2 separate regions of the Macaca mulatta genome follow, and region 2 is linked to region 1. A link is a contact called in public Hi-C data. All regions are on one chromosome and are shown on one strand. The core of a region is the stretch at or near the end of the contact, and the rest is flanking DNA. Distances in the headings are between cores, read along the strand shown. Region 1 holds the start of TNFAIP8L2 (TNF alpha induced protein 8 like 2). Region 2 holds the start of MINDY1 (MINDY lysine 48 deubiquitinase 1).

The links. A called contact is a pair of places that touch in the nucleus more often than the background predicts.
Region 2: a contact with region 1 is called in a Hi-C map of blood, with 4 times the contacts expected there. The contact joins the promoter of MINDY1 here to the promoter of TNFAIP8L2 in region 1. A contact is called at or near these places in 3 of 14 Hi-C or Micro-C datasets (blood, cortical neurons and fetal cortex germinal zone).

The regions. Positions count from the first base shown.
Region 1 is chr1:115,932,736-115,936,425 of T2T-MMU8v2.0, reverse strand. It overlaps TNFAIP8L2 (TNF alpha induced protein 8 like 2), which reads left to right and starts at 1,567. Exons shown (of 2, transcript NM_001257419.1): 1 at 1,567-1,643; 2 at 3,577-3,690. The coding sequence starts at 3,609. All of the region lies in intron 4 of LYSMD1 (LysM domain containing 1), which reads right to left.
Region 2 is chr1:116,096,682-116,100,625 of T2T-MMU8v2.0, reverse strand. It overlaps MINDY1 (MINDY lysine 48 deubiquitinase 1), which reads right to left and starts at 1,954. Exons shown (of 11, transcript XM_077947935.1): 1 at 1,809-1,954; 2 at 1-351. PRUNE1 (prune exopolyphosphatase 1) reads left to right here and starts at 2,022. Exons shown (of 6, transcript XM_077947991.1): 1 at 2,022-2,232. LOC144331469 (a long non-coding RNA gene) reads left to right here. Exons shown (of 2, transcript XR_013398537.1): 2 at 1-410.

The DNA of each region.
Region 1 (3,690 bases), core at 318-2,817:
GCGTGAGCCACCACGCCCGGCCTGGAGCAACTTTTTTGAAGCTTGCTATGATCTGATCTTTTTCCTTCTTCACTTATCTCTCAAACAACCTACATTCCAGACATATATCACCACTTCCTGAGAATGTCCTGTATTATGTTTTTTTCCTGTATGTGCTTACGCCATCCCCATCATCTGGGACTTCTTCCCTATCTCTGGCTATTAAGTAGTTGAATCTATCTTTCCAAGCCCTATCATAATTAAGCTTTCAAAATTATTTAAGTCCCCATTAAAGTTAATGGCATTGTTTGACTAGTATTACTGTTATTTACGCTTAAGGTTATCTCCCTGGCCAGATTCCCTGTAAGATTCTTGATGGCAAGTGTTTTTGTCTCATTCAACAACTGTGACTTCCAGCATGGGTGCAGTGGCTCACACCTGTAATCCCAACACTTTGGGAGGCCAAGGTGGGAGGATTGCTTGAGCCTAGAAGTTCAGCCTGGGCAACAGAGTGAGACCTTCCTCTCTACAAAAAAAAAAAAAAAAGGAAGGCCTGGTGGTGTGCACCTCTGGTCCCAGCTACTAGGGAGGCTGAAGTAGGAAGATCTCTTGAGCTCAGGAGGTCAAAGCTGCAGTCAGCTGTGATGATGCCACTGCACTCCAGCCTGGGCAACAGAACGAGACCCTATCTCAAAAACAAAACAACAAACAAACAAAAAAAACTCAATTGTGACTGCTCCTCATTTTGTATCCCTTTAGCAGCTACAAAGCTCACCCTGCGGTGTGCAGTGGCTCACACCTGTAATCTCAGCACTCCGGGAGGCCAAGGTGGATCACCTGTCAGGAGTTTGAGAGCATTCTGGCCAACATGGTGAAACCCTGTCTCTACTAAAAATACAAAACAAGCCGGGCATGGTGGCATATGCCTGTAATCTCAGCAACTCGGGAGGTTGAGGCAGGAGAATCACTTGAACCTGGGAGGCACAGCTCGCAGTGAGCCGAGATCACACCTTTGCACTCCACCCTGGGCTACAAGAGCAAAACTCCGTCTCAAAAAAAAAAAAAAAAAAGCAACTCAGTAGGCTTGTTCCTCTGGGCTAGTGATTCAGTGCTGTGCTGGCACCTGCTGGTCACCTGTGGTGTAGCAGCCCTGGTCCCAGCACCTTCCTCCCTTCAGTATTAAGGGTTGTGACAGTCTGTGCCCTTACCTAGCAATCACTGGAATAATACATTAAATACTCGCCCCACAGCACCACCTTTCAATCTGCAGAAATTTTCCCACTAGCTTCCTACCCCAGAAATTTGGACTTTACATCCTTCCCAGTACTGCAGAAATATAAGGACAGGATCTCCAGGAACTGGGCAGCAAGAAAAGAAAGAAGCAATGTGAGAGTAGAGGATGCAAATCCCTTTTCCCCCTTCAAAGAATCAAGACTGTTTCCAACAGAATTCCACTCTTTTTGACCTTTGTCTTATTTCTAGGTTGCTCTTGGGCCAGAGGCCTTCTTGGAGACAGTAGTGATGAACCGGAGGTTGAGCAGAGAGTAGGTAGGCGGGGCTCAAGGGGTGGGGCCAAGCCAAAGGGCTCTCACACTAAGTGAAGCTTCTCCATTCTGTAAGCTTTCCCGGAACATCCAAGGCAAGACTGGCACCCAGCACAGCAGGTGAGGGACCGGCAGTGACAGAATGGTAGACTTTAGGGGTAACGGTGGCAGAGGAGTCTCCAGCTCTTTCAGTCTTAGCTTTTCATATTGTGAAACTCTTGCTTATACAATTCTTGGGTCCTTTGTAGAGCTTAACTTAGTTTTTCTGGTGGCAAGGCAGCCTCTGAAAGACCTGGTTTTGGATGCAGTGGGGGCAGGGCTGAGGGATGCAGGTGGATCCATATCCGTATGGATGTGTGTGAAATGCAAGGAAGTCTTAGGAGACAAGGAGATGGACGGGTAAGGGCCAGAGGGAGAGTATGGCCAGGCCAGAGAGGATTATAGGGAGGACCCAGACAAGAGAAAAAGGGAGACTGAAACAGGGAGAGAGGGAGAGGACATCGGAACAAATGTGAGACGGCAATGGGGGCAATGGAGAGCTGGGTAACAGGAAGGCCAAGGAGGAAGGAAGGCTCACATGGAGCAATCTCCTCTTCCGGCTGGGGAACATGGTCCAGAAAGCCCCAAGGCAAGCTGGGAGCAAAGCAAGGTTCAGGTTTCCACTGGAAGGATTCAGCTGGGGAAGAAACCCCCTCAGTCCCCACCTCCCCTGCCTCTTCAGACTCCCATTTTGGTTTGGGGGAGAGGGCGAGGCTGCTCCTCACTGCGGTCACAGCCACATCCTGCAGAGCAGGGGAGGGGGAAGTAAGAAGCAAAACAACCAGAAGAACCACAGGCGAAGACCATGGGGAGAGAACCCTGGACACATGGAGCTGATATGCCGCCAAGAAGGTCCTGAGTTCAGTGCAGCAGAAGGCTCAGACCTTCAGGACTGCCTGCCCTTCTTGAGGTGCTGGTTTCTTGTGCTTCCTCAGTTGGCTTTAACCACACTGGGAGCATTCTGGGGAAGGAGGTTTCTCTGGATTATTTGGTTTGAAGCCCATCTTTATCATTTACTAGTGACTTTGGCCAAATTGCTAAATTTCTCTTAGCTTCAGTTTTCTCACTGCAAAATGGGAATACCTACCTTAACCTTATACAGGATTGGGAAGACTAAGATGACTGACATAAAGCACTTGGCACATAGTAGGTTCTCAGTAAATGTTAGTTATTACTCCTATTAGGATTCCTGGGATGCTTATGCTTCTTACTTTAAAGGAAGTACAGTGCAATAGCTGCCACTGGCTTTGGGGGCCAAAAAATGAGTTGTGTTTGATCTTGGGTAAATTATTTAATGTAAGTATCATTTGCTCAGCTGTAAAACAAGGATGGTAATACCTATACCACACAGACATATGGCACAGAGTCAGTGTCCAAAAATGGCAGCTGTAAGAATTCTGTCAGGCTGGGCGTGGTGGCTCACACCTATATTCCCAGCACTTGGGGAGGTCGAGGTGGGTGGATCACGAGGTCAGGAGATCAAGACCAGCCTGGCCAACATGGTGAAACCCCATCTCTACTAAAAAATACAAAAATTAGCCGGGCATGGTGGTGGGGGCCTGTAATCCCAACTACTTGGGAGGCTGAGGCAGGAGAATAGCTTGAACTTGGGAGGTGGAGGTTGCAGTGAACAGATATCACACCCCTGCACTCCAGCCTGAGTGACAAAGCAAGACTCCGTCTCAAAAAAAAGAATTATCTGTCAGGTAAGCCCTGTCTTCACTGCAGCAGCAACAGCCATCTTCCCCTTGAGAAGTAACTTGTGCTAGGCTAGCCTCCCGTGTGCCCACATTCCTCCAGCCGGAGCTATCGCCACTCCCATGGGCTGTTTTGGAGTCAAGATTTGCTACAGCACTAAGGGGAAAAAGCAGGAGAAAGGCATAGAGGACTGAGGGGCCTCAGGGGGCGGGGAGGATGACAAACAAAGATGATGATGACATGGAAACTAAAGAAGCAACAGAAAGGGGAAAAGTCATTTCTCTCTTTCTAAGGAAGCCTGTGGCCTTTCTTCTAGTGACTGACCACATACCCCACTCTCCAGGACCCATGGAGTCCTTCAGCTCAAAGAGTCTGGCACTGCAAGCAGAGAAGAAGCTACTGAGTAAGATGGCGGGTCGGTCTGTGGCTC
Region 2 (3,944 bases), core at 705-3,204, 160 kb before region 1:
TTACACAGCTTTGCGAGCGACGGTACAGGCTTGGTTGTGGCCACTTCCGGACTCACGCCCAGTACTGGGGGCACTGGAGAGGGTGAAGGCAGGCAGGGGCGGAGCCCAGGTGCTCCAGGTCACTCAGAGAGTCTTCAGGATTCCTGAGTCGCCGAGTCTGGGGCATGCGCTCCAGGCCCTGACTACAAGCTGGTTTTCAAAGGAAGTTTGTGGTTTTTCTTTTCTTCTCTCTCTCTCTTTTTTGTTCTCATCGGGACGAAGAAAAATTAGGCAAGGACAAGCTCCCTGGAGGAGGAGGGGCCTGCCCAGCGCTGGTGGATTTCCATCAGGGCTTTCTGACCCGGTCAGCAGCTTTGTGATCAGCAGAGAGGGAGCAAGAAACAGGAGAGAAAAACAACAGACCCTTTCTCTTCCCTCCGCCTGCCTCTGGAAGGGACGGAGCGCTTGTGCCTCTCTGGTGAGAATAGGGAAGAGCAAGTGCCCTTGCTGAGTGGGGAGGAGCAGGGCTGGACAGAAGCAGCTTGTTGGATCTGGGCTGTCTCTCTGGGTATGGCAGTCCTTTGCTCTCGATCCACAGAAGCAGGACCAAAGAGCACGATATTTGCATATATTACTCAGTTAATGTTAAAAACAAACAAACAAACCCAGCTCTTTTCCCTCTGGATCCCTCCATAGAGGTCCTTTCCAAGTCCTTGCTGTATCATTTTTAAGTCTAGAAATGAAACTGGTTGGGTTGTGCACCTGGTAGAGTGCAGAGGGTGTGGAAGAAGCCCCAGGCTCTGGGCGCGATGGCTGACGCCTGTAATCCCAGCACTTTGGGAAGCTGAGGCGGGCAAATCACGAGGTCAAGAGATTAAGACCAACCTGGCCAACATAGTGAAACCCCATCTCTACTAAAAATACAAAAATTAGCAGGGCGTGGTGGCACGCACCTGTAGCCCCAGCTACTCGGGAGGCTGAGGCAGGAGAATCACTTGAACCCGGGAGGCAGAGGTTGCAGTGAGCCAACATCCTGCCACTGCACTCCAGCCTGATGACAGAGCAAGACTCCGTCTGAAGAAGAAGAGGAAGAAGAAAAAACTGGCAGAGCAGGCAGGCGATCCAACACCCCTGTGCTCTGGATCGTGGTTCCACCACAGGCCTCTCATCAGTCACCTCCTCTCGATTTACAGCTGGGGAAGCAGGAAAAGCTGGTGTGAGGCTGATGGTAGGAAATAAAGCGATAGATAAATAAATGAGGGAATTTTTGATGATGAGTGTCCATTTATTTACAGTACTTGCACTACCCTGCGGCTGCAAAGTGGCAGTTAAGGGAGGCTGGAACCTAACTCTACATTCTGAAGGGTTCCCTAAAACTCTATGTACAGGGCCGCCACAGGATGAAACTTCAAGCAACTCTAAAGGCTGAAAGAGCAGTTGGAACAATTAGGGTGGCAGAGAGCAAAAAGTCAAGGTTACAACCGTCCAAGAAAGGAAGGAGAAGATATTTGCGGAGGCTGTAGGAAAAAAACAGGCTACAGAGTTGCAAAGGGAGAAGCAGCAGGAGTTGGCAGGAGACTGTAGGTGTTAGGTAAACAAGAGGGGTCAAAGATTATTCTAATGTTCTCCTAACATGAACAACCACAAAACTGGTTGAGATTGAATCAGTTTGGTAAAAGGCAGAATTTCGGGAAAGAAGATCTGTTTTGCCAAGTGTCATTTAAAATGTCAACCGGATGCTCGGTGTGATATATGGAAAGATGTTATACTTAGCCTGATCTGAGAGGGAAAGTTCAGATGCCACAATAATGGGTTACTGTGACACATACACATTTGTTTACCAAACAACGGATCCCTCAGAAAACGCTCCTTCCCTCGGTAGCTAGGGACATTGCGGAGCCGCAGGACTACGTTTCCCACGTCGCCCCACGCCACACCCACTTGGCCTCTCCGGAAAGACGTCCCAGGAGCCTCTGGGCGTAGAGCCCCGCCTCCGCCGCTGGGGGAGGGGCGACGCCAAGCTCGGGAGCACCCGGTTACGCACTTCCTCCCGGGGTCGGAGGCCGATTAGCCGTGTGGCGGGTTCGAGTCCCGCCTCCTGACTCTGGCCTCTAGCCCCTGAGTCCCGGGCGGGGTGCATTCGCCGGGGAAACCTCTCCTCGACCACGGGCACCTCTCCTCGACCAGGGGCGACGGCGTACTTTGGGCTTCATCATGGAGGACTACCTTCAGGATTGTCGAGCTGCTCTACAGGTAACCGATCCCTGTATGTGACTGTAAGGAATGGAGCACGGGGTCCAGGAAGGACGAAGACGTGGGATCTGGGGAGCCTCGACGGTCCGTGTGGAGGGAACACTGAGTTGTGGGGAGGGGGGTTGGGGCCTGATCAGGTTTGGGGCATGAGGAGCGAGGAGCGAGAAGCCAGCTTAGGAGCGTGAGAATGCTGCTTGCTTAGTCTCCCGGTTTTTGGCTCCCCGCCTTTGGGGTCCGCCCGAGAGCTGGGAGAAGTCTTGGGTCTGAATCCTGCATTTGAGCCTCTGCTTGCTGTCATCTCGGTCAGTTCCGTCAAAAGGACCAGGACTGTGCGACCGCCAGCCGAGCCCCGCGAGGTGTGTTTATTCTTTTCTCCCCGCCCCTCTTTGAGTTCTCCGCTTCCAAGGCCTCGCTTGGCCCACTGGCCTCCAGGTGAACCTCGCGGGTGTGGAGGGAACCGGTGCTCACGGCTTTATTTCCTCTGAATGGCGGTTTCTGTCTGGCGGGCTGAACTCATTTCTAAGTTAGAAGTAGTCACGGTATTTTACTTTAAGTCAGTGTTTTTAAACCAAGCATACATAATCCATCAGGCATATTTGTTGACCCACAACCAGCATTCCTTTGCCTCCAGGTTTCTCCTTTGGCCTTAACGCACACACATTACATAAAAATTCTCCACTTGGAAGGGATAAGCACAAAGTGTGTTTAGAATCAAAACCATAAATATGACTACTGAATGCTTTGTGGCTTATTTTTGGTGCTCTCTGAGCCAGTTGGACTCACCCAGCCATGCTGAGCCGTCATGAGGCATTAGGCTGTTATCCCCAGTTAGCAGCAAAAAGCTAACCAGAGACAGACTCCAGGAGGTCACCCGGCCCCTCTACTTTGAGTTATATTGCCCTGAAGAAACCTAGACAGATGGCTTGCTGAGCTTTCCTTTTTAGATATCGGAAACTCAACAAATTCCCCTGGGGGACAGATTCTGTTCTTTAACAAATCCTGAAAGTCACTTAATTCCTGCTGCAGACTCAGCTGCTGGAATAAATGAATTGTCTTCATATTGAATTGGGGAGAAGGTCCATTTTAACACCAATTACATAGACATTTTCCTTGTGAAAAACAAATTTGGGGAGTTATTTCAATGCATAAGGCCATTTGGAACCAATCCCTTTTTGTTACGTCTGATTCCACCACAGGACTAATGTAGAGTTTTGGGGGCACCATTCTAAGTGCTAAACAGTTGGATTCCCCCCCCCCAGTAACCCAAATGACTGGTCTCTTCCACCAAGTGGTAAAGTGCCCTTGGACCTGAAACCTCACTAAATAGTATTTCTTTGCATGCATCTATTCTCCAACATATATCCTCCAGAGCCTCCCCCCACCCCCAGGTTAGCAGTATATTCTCTATTTTTATTTTGTATTTGTTTATTTATTTTGAGCCAGGGTCTCACTCTGTTGCCCTGGCTGGAGTGCAATGGTGTGATCACCTCCCCGGCTCAAGTGATCCTCCCCCCGGCTCAAGTGATCCTCCCACCTCAGCCTCCCGAAAAAGCTGCGACTATAGGCAGTGCCACCATGCAGGGCTAATTTTTTGTATTTTTGTAGAGACAGGGTCTCGCCATGCTGCCCAATCTGGTCTCGAACTCCTGGACTCAAACAATCCCTCTGGCTTGGCTTCCCAAAGTGCTGGAATTATAGGTGTAAGCCACTGT